2 separate regions of the Gossypium hirsutum genome follow, and region 1 is linked to region 2. The links are chromatin contacts, called in public Hi-C maps. All regions are on one chromosome and are shown on one strand. The core of a region is the stretch at or near the end of the contact, and the rest is flanking DNA. Distances in the headings are between cores, read along the strand shown. Region 1 holds the start of LOC107954849 (60S ribosomal protein L18a). Region 2 has its middle 8.6 kb from the start of LOC121219514.

Evidence for each region. Hi-C and Micro-C count contacts between places; a contact is called where the count stands out from the background.
Region 1: a contact with region 2 is called in a Hi-C map of leaf, with 1.8 times the contacts expected there. The contact joins the promoter of LOC107954849 here to the enhancer-like site in region 2. A contact is called at or near these places in 13 of 34 Hi-C or Micro-C datasets (callus, cotyledon, leaf and 1 more).

Annotation. Positions count from the first base shown.
Region 1 is chrD07:49,307,553-49,314,322 of Gossypium_hirsutum_v2.1, forward strand. It overlaps LOC107954849 (60S ribosomal protein L18a), which reads left to right and starts at 4,561. Exons shown (of 4, transcript XM_016890537.2): 1 at 4,561-4,710; 2 at 4,816-4,931; 3 at 5,053-5,116. The coding sequence starts at 4,696. LOC121219516 (a long non-coding RNA gene) reads left to right here and starts at 1,968. Exons shown (of 2, transcript XR_005916318.1): 1 at 1,968-2,225; 2 at 2,528-2,798.
Region 2 is chrD07:49,228,788-49,235,458 of Gossypium_hirsutum_v2.1, forward strand. It overlaps the pseudogene LOC121219515. Among protein-coding and RNA genes, the nearest start is that of LOC121219514, 8.6 kb to the left of the region's middle. Within about 2 kb of position 2,629, at least 6 of the 9 cell types and tissues checked have an H3K27ac peak or open chromatin away from gene starts, as enhancers often do. A contact at or near this core is called in cotyledon, where this site is marked.

The DNA of each region.
Region 1 (6,770 bases), core at 3,311-5,810, 81 kb after region 2:
TTTGAAAACAAAAAAATTTAGTTGTCGACTAAAAAAACGAAAATTCGGAGTCGCCACCGATCTTTTATTGAGGTGTGATCGGATCACCTTGAAAATAATTTTAGGTCTACGAGTTTTGAGAAAATAGGTTCGGGAGTCAGTTACGCACAAGGAAGGGTTAGCACCCTCGTGATGCCCAAAATTGGTACCAAGTTGATTGCTTAATGTCTTAGTGTCGAGCATTTGAAAAGATTTTAAAATACGATCCTTCCCTTTTTATTAATGTTAATTTTATACAAGATGTGTGGATAAATCGATGCGATACCAAAGACCTCCTTGTCTCAGAGTAATAAAATGACACACCCAATACATTAGGGCACGACATTTTTAGTCCTCGAGAATAAGTTTGTCTTTTGATTTTCAAAACTTGTGTGGTGAAGTTTAAAAAGGATATTCAATTGCTTTAAGTCAGATGAAAAATTGAAACTCAATATGTTAGGGCACAATTTCTCAAAATTCCGAGCATTGAATATTGCCCTTATTATTATTTTTTTAAAATCTTCATTTTGAGAAAACGACATGCCACATCCAATACATTAGGACACAACGTATCGAATTCCTGAGAATGAGTTTTTGGTTTATGTGTTTTGATTGAAGAAAATTTTCGATTATTTAGATTCAACGAGGAAAAGTCGAACCCAATACATTAGGGCTCCATTCTCTCGAGGATTCCAAATTTCGAGTATTATATTATTTTGAAAATTTGATTTCTAAACTTAAGCCATATCAAACACAATCTTTTGAACGAATGGAGTGCGATGGAATAATAAAGTTCAATACGAAGCAATAAGCTAAAGTATGTACTAATAATCATCAATAACCAATAAATACAAATAAATAATATAATACATATGTGGGCCATATTATCCAACACACATCATGCAAACACAAATATCAACATTCAAAAGTCATAAACATTAACAATCAACCCTAAAATACATATTAAAAGACAAGAGAAGGAATGATAATCAACAAATTACAAGCACAAAATTTTAAAATAAATTCGTATGAATTCATAACAGATTCAAAATAAAGTTAATAAAACAGACACTATATAAGTAATATTTTTAAATACATTTTTAGAAGAAAATCAAAATTTATAATCATACTAGTACACATATTAACTTAAATAAGTAATAACTATAGAGCGAACAACTTGATATAAATAGTACATATATATAATAATAATAAGTTGAAACAAATAAAATATATAATAAAGTAGGATTAAAAAAATATAAGTATATTTAAAGGGAATTTAAAGGTAAATAACTAGAGTAATATAAAATCAATGATATAAATAGGATTAAGATAATTTAATATAAATTATATATGTATATATAAAATAATAATAATATTGTATAAAAGCTTTTTTTTTTTGCATGAATCTTTAAATCAAATAAATATAAATAAAGTGAATTTCGAAACTATCTTCCGAAATAGAAACATCAAAAAATATACAAAACCTAAAATATATAAAAAGTGATAAATTTAAATAATACCAATATATATTGAGTTTCAAAATAAGGATACATGATAAATTAAAAAAAAAGATATGTGATAAATTTATACTATTAATAATGATATATTATAGAATTTTTAAACAAAGTAATAATACCTAAAATTTAAAAAACTTAAAACATTAATATATATAAAACATGAAACAATATTAGATAAAAATTTAATTGTAAAATAACATTAGATTAAAAATAATGGAATATTAAATAATTAAATGAAACAGGACGCAACATTGGACCAAAATGAAACAAAAGCAAAATATGGCGCTCAATTGAAAAGAATAAAAACGATTTAAAAAACATCAAAAATATATGGATCGATCGCGCAAATATCCCTTTCCATGCCAGGACGCGTGGATCTAGCCGCATCTAGGTCGGGTCCTCGGGTTGTTGCCTAAACGGCGTCGTTTGGATGCTAGGAACCCTAGCCCAGAACGGCGTCGTATGGTATTATTATTTAAACAAAATTTTCTAAGAAAAACATTAGCAGCCTTGTTTTTTTTTTTTTAAAAAAAATTCTTCTTGTTTCCTCTGCTAGGGTTTCGACCCTAGCCTTCAGCGCCGTCAGGGACTCCGTCGATTCTCACTGCGATTACACCGTCAACGGTGGTCGGAGCTGCACCCCTAGGGGCTTTTTAGCTCCTCCTCACGCGGATCCGAAGGCGTTACCAGGTAAGACTTCCTTTTTACCCTTTTTTTATACACGATTAAAAAAAAAGAAAACGGTAATGAAAAATTGAATAAGAAAGAAAAGAAAAGATCACCTTCAAAACTCTTTGATTTTCTGTTGTTGTATTTTTTTGTATTGATTTTTGTGTGTGTGTGTAACCCTTACAAACGTTAAAATGATGGCTTTATATAGCCGAAACTAAAATGAAAATTACAAAAGAAAAAATGTATTTTGCTCTTTTTGTTATTTTTCTTTTTTTGCTGTCGATTTCTGCTTCTTTTTTGTTTGCTTGTCCTTCCTGCAGGTACAGTGTGCAGAGACAGACATGGCGGTACGGATGTGGTCGTACGGAGGTGCGCGTGGCTGGGGAGAACGACGTTGGAGGTTGCTGTTACGGCGCTCGTGCTAGAACCGCATGCCTAGGGTTTTCTGTTTTTGATTTTTTATTTTGGGCTGCATTATGGTTGGGCTAGGGGTATTGGGCTTAAGCTAATAGGGTTTAGTTTACTGGGCTGTGTTTATTTTGGTTTGTAATCTGGACATTTGGACTTTTAATTTTTGATTTGGCTTATTTATTTATGCTTTTGGGCCCGGACAAATTGGGTCTATTACAATTATTACAATTATTTATAAATTAATAATTTTTAAGTTTTTTATTTTTTCAAGGTAAATGATGTGACCTTGTCACATGTAATAATCTTAAACTATCACGTCATTTTTTGTTATCACATTATAATCATTGGCTAAAAAAATTCAAATACTAAGTTGGAATAAAAGAAAAAAAAACAATAAGTATCAAGTTAAAATTAGTGTCAAGTTCAAATACCAAACAAGTATTTAAGCCAAAACATGAACTAAATTTTAGTTAGTTTGATTTTTTTTTTTGGATTTGATCAAAGTATCATTCATGTTTGTTTTATGGTTTATGAAAACTAATCTTTTGGGGATTTGTGATTGGTTTTCCAACAATGTTATCTTTAGTGTTTGAACTCGAGTCCTCTCACTAAGATAACAATATGTCTTATCATTGTACACAACACTTATTGGTAAATTAGTATGAACTTTAATGTAATATGTATTTTTAAAATTAATACAATATATTTGTTTTTATAATTGCACCAAACACGTCCATATGCCATGGATAAATTTTGTACATTTCTTCTCAATTTCTCGTCTGTTGACTTTGTACTAATTTGATTTTACATACTAATTGTTCAAATATTTATTTATACATCGTATTATATTTGTAATAGTAACATTTTTCAAATAAAATTATCGTTATTATTTTATATAAAAATAAGGGTAACTATGTGGTATACAGGCAATGAAAAATTCTTATTCCACAAGCGAGGTTGAGATTTTGTCACATATTTTTTTAAATTTTTTTAAAATACAACTTAATGACACATTACAAAATCTCAAGTTAAAATTTTCCACTACCTAGGAGGGTTGAGCAAAAAATCAACCAAATCGAGTTGAATTGACAATTCAAATTTTTTTATAGTTCGGTTTCGGTTAGATAATGCCATTGAACCACATCAATTTGATTCTGTTTCAGTTTATTTTATTGGACACTGAAAAGTCCAAAAGAAAAAATTTTAAAAATTTTAAAAAAAAGAGCCAATATTTTTTGAACACATAAGCCCAATAAACAACCCATTTAGAACCTAAAAAAAAATACATTAAATATAACTTTTATTATGCTTTCACATATCCTATAATTAAATAAAAAAATAAACCCTAAATCTAATTTGAGGGTCAATCTCTCACAACTTCATTGTTTATTTATTATTTTTATTAAAACTTATAAGAATTCAAGTGTTTATCTCATTTATACTTATTATGTGTACTGTATTCTTTTTTCAATTATTATTATTGTTAAAACTTTTAAAATTTTGGTCATCGTTATTAACATTTCCAAGTTGAGTGCTTTTTTGCTATCATTACGCGTTGAGAGTTCTAAAATATAAATGATTTAATATTTGATTATGTTCAATGAAGATTGAGAATAATTAAATCAAGGTTTAATTAGATTTTTAACAAACATTTATAATTATAAATTTTACAATTTATTTTTCAGATAAATATATTAATTAAGATTTTATGTATAATTAAAAAAATTGTTAAATAGTGTTTAAGAAACATAAAATAAAGATAATCTTATTTAAATAAAGTCCAAAAACAATACGAAAACTTGAAATCTATACCAATTTAGTATGGTTCGGTAATAACCATTGGTTCAGTATTTTAAAGAAGGCGGGAGCCGATCCGGAGCACAGGAAAAATATTGGAAGATGGGCTTTCTATAAAAAGTTAGAATTTGGGTGGATCTGAGGTACTAAGGCCCAGTTAAGCCCCAACAACTTAAAATGAAAGTTTTATTAGGGTTTTTTTTTCAGAGAGAGAAGCAAAGGGAGAAAGGAAACCAAACCAAACTAGTGAGCCGCTGCTTCTCTTCTTCTGTATCCCAAAATGGTTGCTTTTAGGGTAAGTTCAGATTTCTATTTTCTTTTCTTTTTCCATTTTTTTGTTGTTGAGACAATGGTGATGGGATTTTGGGTTTTGATTTTTCTTTGAAAAAAAAAAAAACAGTTTCATCAATACCAAGTGGTGGGCAGAGGCCTTCCTACAGAAGCAGATGAGCATCCCAAGATTTACCGTATGAAGCTTTGGGCCACTAACGAAGTCCGTGCCAAATCCAAGTTTTGGTCTGTAAATTTGCAATTTGCTGATAATTCCTGATTTCGTTTGTTTTGATTTCCTTGATGAGATAGGGGATTGGGATTTTTAATTTTGGTTTTCTGGATGTGTTTTGTTTTCCATGTTTAGGTATTTTTTGAGGAAGCTGAAGAAGGTGAAGAAAAGCAATGGACAAGTTTTGGCTATCAATGAGGTATTCAACCTTACTTGTTCTTCAATTTTGAACCCCCCATTAGTGTATGGCTTAAGCAAGCTAATAGCATTGCATTTTATCATATAGGAACCTTATATTATATTGTTCATTAACTTCTACTATTTAGTTGTGTCGATTTATGATGAAAGATTACAGTTACTCTGTTCATTCATAATTGGGAGTTACTGCATTATGAGTGACATATAAGGTGTTTAAGAAAAGAGGGGGAAAAACAAAAAAAGTTGGCCTAATCACATAATTTTAACTTGGAGGTTCTCTTATGCCTATATTTTAAGAGAAAAGGTGTTGTAAATAAAACACATTGGTTTTGTGTTCATTGTTTATTTTAGAAGAGAAAGTCTTTTAAGCATTAATATCTTTCTTAATTTGATTGCTTTGTTTACCATATACTAGATGTAGAGTTGTCACTGCTAAACATGGTAGGCTTATGTTCTATCCTTACTGTTTAGTTTAGCCAGATCTCGTTTCTCAAGAGGGAATGATGTTTCACCATTTCCATGTATATGGAATTAGACATTTTAAGCCACCCGAGTTAATTTTTGTGTGTTTAAGTGTTGCATATTGGATAAGAAATGTTCTATTTTTTTTTTGAAAAATGATCTTCTCATACTGAGCTTGAAATGGTCTTCATCTAGAAACATGTTTTGATCAATCGGTTTGATTGGATTTAAAAGAAGCATCATGCTAAATGATTAGCCTTAGATCTAATCTGGATGGTATTTAGTTATTCTTCTGAGCCTGGTATATCTGGTCATTTGATGCACCAGAATGAAGTACCACTGTGAGTGAAGATAAAACCTTAGATTGTGAGAAAAGAAAATACTTTCTTAAACTCTTTTGTATTGGGAGTTTGGATGTTTCGGAGTTGGGACAGTTGAGCTATGTGAATGAGACTAGGGACACGGGTAAGGATCCAAGTTTCGGACATGGTAATTCTTGAAATCTCAGACAGGGGACTCGGGGACGCTATCCAACAGTTGGACACGGAGTCTCCCATTTAAAAAATATAATTTTTTTTTCTGCCTCTCATAACCTAATTTATTTCCAGCCTTTGCTCTTCTTTTGAAAGGTGTTTTTTTTAAGCTTTAACTTTTGGCCCATTGTGAATTATAAAATAATGGGCTGGTCTGGAGTCTGGACCAGCGTTAAAAATTTTATAAAAAACCCCTAGAAACTAAAAGTGAAAAGTCACAACATTACACTTCTTCTCTATGCCGCCTGCTGTTGGGGCTTTAATTAGCAGATTTTTTTTTCCTTTTCCTCCACCGGCAATTTCTTTGTCAGAAGTCGTCGATGGTCGACGTCATAGCCTCATCGCCTATGCTGTGTATACACCTTTCTTTTCCTTTCTTCCTGTTTTTTTTTCCTCAGTTCTCCCTGCATTGTGTCCGTTGATTTTTGCTGGATCTGATCTGTTTCCAGTGTTGGAATCCATGTTGGATCGTGTCGACACTGGTACAACACCCCTTACTGCCGAGTCCGGATAACAGGGCAGTTGAGTAGAGTAGACAACATGCTTACATATTTACCTGTGCTTTATACCTTACATTAGTGTCAAACCTTGTAGCAATGCATTTGTGCTTTGATGCTGGCTCACTTGTGTTCCTTTGTTATTTTAAAGAGAATGATGCAT
Region 2 (6,671 bases), core at 1,379-3,878:
TGCTTCCCTTTGTTTTTCTGAATCTTTTGTTAAGCGCTCAATTTCTTCACAAGCAATCCTCCTATGTTCATCCATTGCATGAGCTGCAGATGCTGCAGATTCAGCAGCTTCAGCAGTCTCAGAAAGTTTATCTGCTATTTCTCTTATTGTTGAATCACGAGCACGAAGATCACGAGCCAAATTCTGCAGTTCCTCATCCTTGACTCGTAGTGTCTCCTACAAGAATTAGCTACGACTCAGAAAACAAAATCTTGGGAGAATGAAATGTCCTTAATTGACTAAGCACTAGCCACAATATAGAGACAAGAAGTCAAGTGAGAAAGCAGATTGAGAGACCCAAACAACACAAATTATACACTTATAGCTGTCAAGACGGGAACATCCACCAGGTTTAACAGCCCAGATTGGCATAAAGGTATTCTTAGGCACCATTATAGTCAGAATATACATCAGCATCCAATTTGGCCCATTTCAACTAGCCCTCATAATCATGCTTCGGAATCTAGATTAATATAACAAGACATGCACATTATCTAAGTGCTAGCTAGAGTTACTCTTGCAAACATTTAGCATAAATGTGCACATTCACATATCTGAATATCAAAGCATTTGCCTAACCAGAAACTACACAAGGACGAACCTAGGACCCAACAGCTAGAGGAATCACCTCGACATCCACTTGTATGTTCAAATAACTTAAAAGCACAGCATACAAGCACAATAGGTTGAACAGATAAACTGCTCATAGCATACCTTCATAATTGTAAAATCATCCATTGGGCCATCAGTGGGTCTATTTGTCACCAATCCTAAAACATTTCTCAAGGATACCTGCATTGCGGCTTCAATTTCTTTAGAACATTCCTTGGCTGTTGAATTGGCAGCTGCAACTACTGTTGCAACTGTACCTAATTTTGCAGAGCCGTTGCCACTTAAGGAATTGACAGCTTCTTTGTGAGCCTTTAGAACCAATTGTGTCGCACTAATTTTTGGAAGGGAGAAGAACACCGAACAGATGACATCAACCATATATATAAAATTAGTTGCCAAAAGAAGTCCATAAAACATATGGCAAGATACTTTTCAGACCACAAGCAGATATCCAGAGTCAACTTTAGACAATTGGAGAGAATCCAAAGAGTAATAAGAATTTATGCTTTTCTTTGAACATGAATCTCTTACCATTTCAGGCATTTTGGCCTCTTAAATACAACCAACCAAAAACTGACAAGTGCAAAAGGACATGTGAAATGTTTCTTATCAAGAAAGCAAAAGTGTTACAAGAGAGTTAGAAGCACAACATGCAATCCCTTAAACACGAACATATATATTCCCTCCCCTGCTTTCAGAAAAAAAAAATATTCCCTCCCCATAAGTTTGATTGATCCGTCAGCTTTGAAGTTCAAGTACCCACCACGTATCACCCACAAGACATCATAGCATAAACTTGTTCGATCAAACTTATGGAGAGGGAATACATGTGTGTGTATCACTTCTGAAACAGAAAACAGAATAATAAAAAGACTGATATAGTGCAGCACATTGTAAAAAACTTACTGTAAAGTTGATACCCAAGCTCTAGCAGCACCAGGCGTCTCTGCACAAAGAAAGTAGTCCTTTTTCTGGGGTGTCCCAATATCTAAATGGTAGTTAAGAAGCACACAAGTTTAGCAACTGAAAACTTCCACAAACATAAGCAAAAAGACCCTCGAAGCTTTTCAGTTTCTTAACAAGTTATTGGATACAGAAACAACAGCCATCATACTTTGGAAGTCCACTGTAATGAAAAAACAAACAAACAGAAAAGATAGGTTAATAACAATGCCCAGCTAAAGAATCGAGACTCACAGCAATAACTCGGAGGTGACAAATATGGATATATGTCAACATTGGCATGATCATTTCTCTTTTCCATATATTTCAAGGATCATAACTCTGTGCCTATGTCCAAATATATATCAAACACAAGTGCCTGTGTACTTTAGGGAAAATAAAGTCCAGGTAACAGACAGCAACAATCAACCAAACAAGGAACAAGAAAATTGTCTTACTGAAAGTTAACAGGAGACATAGAGATGACGCTGTTTTCATCAAACGTGATGATTCCCTTAATACTTGGCTCATTCCTCCTAGTCCTACAAAAACCAAAACAACAGAATTTCTAGTTTAATTTTCAGTGTTTCGAAGAAAACCAAAAATAATTAAGAAATGGAAACACACTTACTTGTATTCCATTTTCCCCGTCGTAGGGTCTAATATCACCCACCTTTCATTCCATTTCCTCAGCTGTTAAACCAATGTACAGTATATACACTAAATCATCAAATTGCTTGAAAATTCATGAATTTAAAAGAAAATACAAATTTATGAAATCCATAACTGATAATAGAATCGAAAAACTAAATGAATTTTAATACTGCTTAATTCCAGTAATAAAATTGAGAGAGAGAAGAAGAAGATCGTACGGTCTCAGATCGCTTGAGAAGTGGACCTTGGAGCAAGTTCCTACCGGAGCCAGAGGCCAGTTGCCGTTTGATCTTTTCCAAACTGTTTTCCGTAGCATCCCTAACTCCTTGTTCCTTTTTTCCAAAATTAAATACCAAAAGGAAAATCAATTCCAATCACCACAAATGGAGGAGGAGGAGAAGAAGAAGGATTTACCGTGGAAGCACCATTGGAAGCCATGAGAGAAGAAATCCAATAGAAAAGCTTTAATCTTCAGCCCAATGAAAAAAAAAAGAGAGGAAAAAAAAATGGTTAGGGCGAAATGTGGAATATATTTGAAGGGAAATTGGGGGGTGGTGTTGAAACTGAGAAGGGCTGTTAGGTTTAAGGCATAGACTAGCAGTTAGACGTAATGCTCAAAAAACTCAGATTGAAGACGAAATAGTTGATTCACTTCTGTCGGTTTTTTATTTTCAGGAGTTTACTACCTATCATAAAAATATACCCACTTTTAATATTTAATAAATATATGTAATGATTTGATAAAATAAATAATTTAAGAAATTAAATTTTAATTTTAGTAAATCATTAAAACCGATTGGCTCTTACCTCGATTGGCATTGTATTAAAAAAAATATGATAAAAGAAATTATAATGAGATTAATGTTTTAAAAAAATTTAAATAACTATATTTTAGATTGTATTTTAACTTATTTATTTAAAAATAAGTAAATTGGTTTTTATAGAAATTTTCTTAAAATTATATCAATAAGTATTTATTTTTGATGTTTTATATAAAAAAATATTAATAAATTTAATCCTTACCTCATTTATTCAGTTTCATTTCTAGTCTTTTAAAAGCAAATTGGCCCTCATTATTTTTATTATTCCTTGGTGCTATTTTGTTTTATATTTCACATTGATAAATAGTTTAAAAATTATAAAATAAAAATAAAAACAGTTCCAAGAATTCATCAAGAGAAGGGCCTCCCAGTGAGGTCTATTCTCAAACCTTGTTAATAATGAAAGAAGAGAAGAATTAGAAGCTACCATATAATTCAAAACAATTCTAAATGTCTTTTCTAATTTTAATCTAAAAATGTAAATAATTTTAAATTTAAAAAATAAAAACTTCCAAAAATTATAAAAGAACTTTTTTAAGAATACATAATTTTTGGAAAATTTTAATTAAAAATAAAATTCAGTTTCAATTTTTTAATTTAAGATTTTTTTTTTAATTTGAAAACATATACTTTTTTGAAATTTTATTTTTCAAATTTTTATAGGCTTTTTTCATAATAATTGGAATTATAATTTTTAACATTTTTTTTAGTTTTTAAAATTTTTAAAATTTTACTTAAAAAGTTGAAGGTTAATTTACTTCTAATAAAAGAGTAAAAGTCAAACCGATTAACACAATAAACTAATTTACCCATTTTCAATATAAAATAAAAACTGCTATGATATTTTTATCACATTTTATATTTTCTTTTTCAAGTTTTTATCTTTTTTTTTTAAATATTGTTTATAGAATTTTTAAGTTTATGAGATGTAGTAACAAAACAGTGATTGTGGATGTGATTGTTTAAGAGGGATTAAATGATGCCTTTCCTTTTGTGTTATTCTTTACTCCTTTTTGAGTTTTATGAATCTAAGCAAAGTATAAAAAGTGAATACTACTTACCTTCCTGCCTTCTTTTGATTAGCTTCTTTCTTTGTATGTTCACTCCGTTTGCTCTCCTAAATTTAACATTAGGGTGGGGTTTAAATTTAATCATAGTGATGGTAATAAGATGAAATTATATGTATATTAAACAATAAAATATAAATTAAAAATATATTTTTATTAAATAATAATTAAAATAATTGTATTACAACAAAGTTTTTTTTATTAAATGTGGAATTTAATCCATGTACTTTATCTTTGTACTTTTGTTTACATTACTCCTAAGAAAATATTTTTTTATTATTTCAAAAGGTTACACCAACAAATTTAACAAAATAAATTTAAAAGTTTTAACAATGGACCTGAACTTTGAAATCTCAAAAGGTTGGACTAGATTCCTAAAAATAAAAATACAATGACTAAATTCTAAATTTACAAAGAAATTAGAGACTTATGACATATTTTAACAAACAAATATTAACTTAGTTAGAAAATTATTGAAAAATCATTTCTTATAAATCAATAAATTGTATTAAGAGAATAGTTTTTACTTTTTAAATTTTCATATAAGATATTTAAAAAATAGAATTAACTGGAAATTTATCATTTATTTAAAGATAAATAATTAATCCCATTAAAAAATACATCATCAACTAAGAAGAAGAAGAAAAAACCCAAGCTGCTTAACATTCTAAAATAAAATCTTGACCTTGCAAATAGCGACACCAACCTTCAAACTGGTTATTGGTCACGGTCTCTTCAACAATATCCTTTTATATATATTTTTTATTTTTTATTTTCAATTCACTATATTTTCTTTGAAGACTGTAATGGTTCTTGTTTTAGTTCAGTTTGTTTTCTCTTAAAGTAATGGTGGTTTTTGTTTTTGTGACTCTATTTTGTTTGAAAATTTGATGGTTCTTCTCCATTATATTTTATTTGAAAGCTTTGGTAGTTTTAGTTTTTAGTTTCTAGATTCTAGATTCTAGATTCTAGTTGTATTATGTAGTATATATAACATTCGCCAAGGCAATGGTGCCACAAGATCTATGGGGAACTGATCTTAAAAGGACTTGTCATGATAGAGCACTACGATGATTGTCACAAAATTAGACTCTGAGACTGTGATGGTGATGATGAGGAGGAGGATAAACCAATTGAGACTTGACCTTTTATGCATCACTAATGTAGTAGGTCTCCTAGGCTCTTGGCAGTGGTTTCTTATTTGGCTAAGTTCGAAAGGTATGATAGCTTGGAAAGTTTGGCCAGGTTTGGCAAGTACAAGAGGCTGGGAAGCTTAAGCAACTTGGCCTCCACCTCAATCTTGGCCAATAAGTTGTATGATCACAATAATTGGACCATTTATTAAAATATAAAATTTTAATATCAATATAAAACATTCAAAATGCAATACATTTTAAAACATATGCTTCTAATTTTACCTTCTAATAAGAGAGAAATTGAGATTCTCAAATGGGATAGGCGCTATTCACGAAAGTTGAGACCACCCTTAAAATTGTGATATCATAAGGTAACCATTTACTTCCATGTTCCCCACTCTGCCCGGCTTACATAGTCATGCCAAAACCATTGACCCCCAATTGTATGTTTCAGCTATTTGGGGAATCAACTAACAATGGAAGAAACATGGTATGAACTTTGTTGCCAAACTTATATTAGCACATCTCTAATTAGCCAGAGGATGTAAAGTCTTGCAGGACATTCAATATTAAGGGAGTTGGATACAGTGAGAGTACACTAAAGTGTCTCTTCAACCATGTAAAGTTAATCTAAAAGCCATAAAAATTAAACTTAAAATTAGTACCCTTCCCGAATGCATCAATAAGTATGTTCCCATATTCTTATTAGATTTTCTTGTTATTGTTAGCTTGTCAATTGGAAGGCACGTCAATAATGTTACATTTGCCACATAGAAAATGAAACGTATAGGTTTCAAGTCTTCATCATCCAATCATAGCACAAAGGAATGTCGAGACAAAAGTAAAATCTACAATTTGACTAATGTGATAGAAACCAAAATCTCTTAAGTGAAGAATGATTTTATCATCAGGCCATTTTATATCCAAATGACTGTGGCACAGAGATACTAAAGATTCTTCCATTGTTGTTTCATTCTCAATGACATATCATTCTTCTGATCTTAATAAGGGAGCAGTCATTAAGAACTTTGAAATTTGAATTTAAGGTTTAGTGTGTAAATAGGATAGTATGCTAGAACCGTAAAATTCTAATATAAACTAAAAACCACAGATCAAGAACTGACATGTTAGATCATTAAGAATAAATCAAGAATAAAAATAAATGCGGAAGCATACTTTAATTCATTGATATCTTGAGATCTTGAAATATTGTGGTTTTGATCTTCCAAATTAACACGCAATTATTTTATAGAATATGACTTTTTATTTTCTGAAGATGGGATGCTAGAAAAGTTACGTATGTCTAATTTGGGGACTATAACCCTAATATATAAGTTTTGCACATTAACATCAATTTTTAATTAGCCCATCATTAATTAGAAATTAGATACTAGAGTATC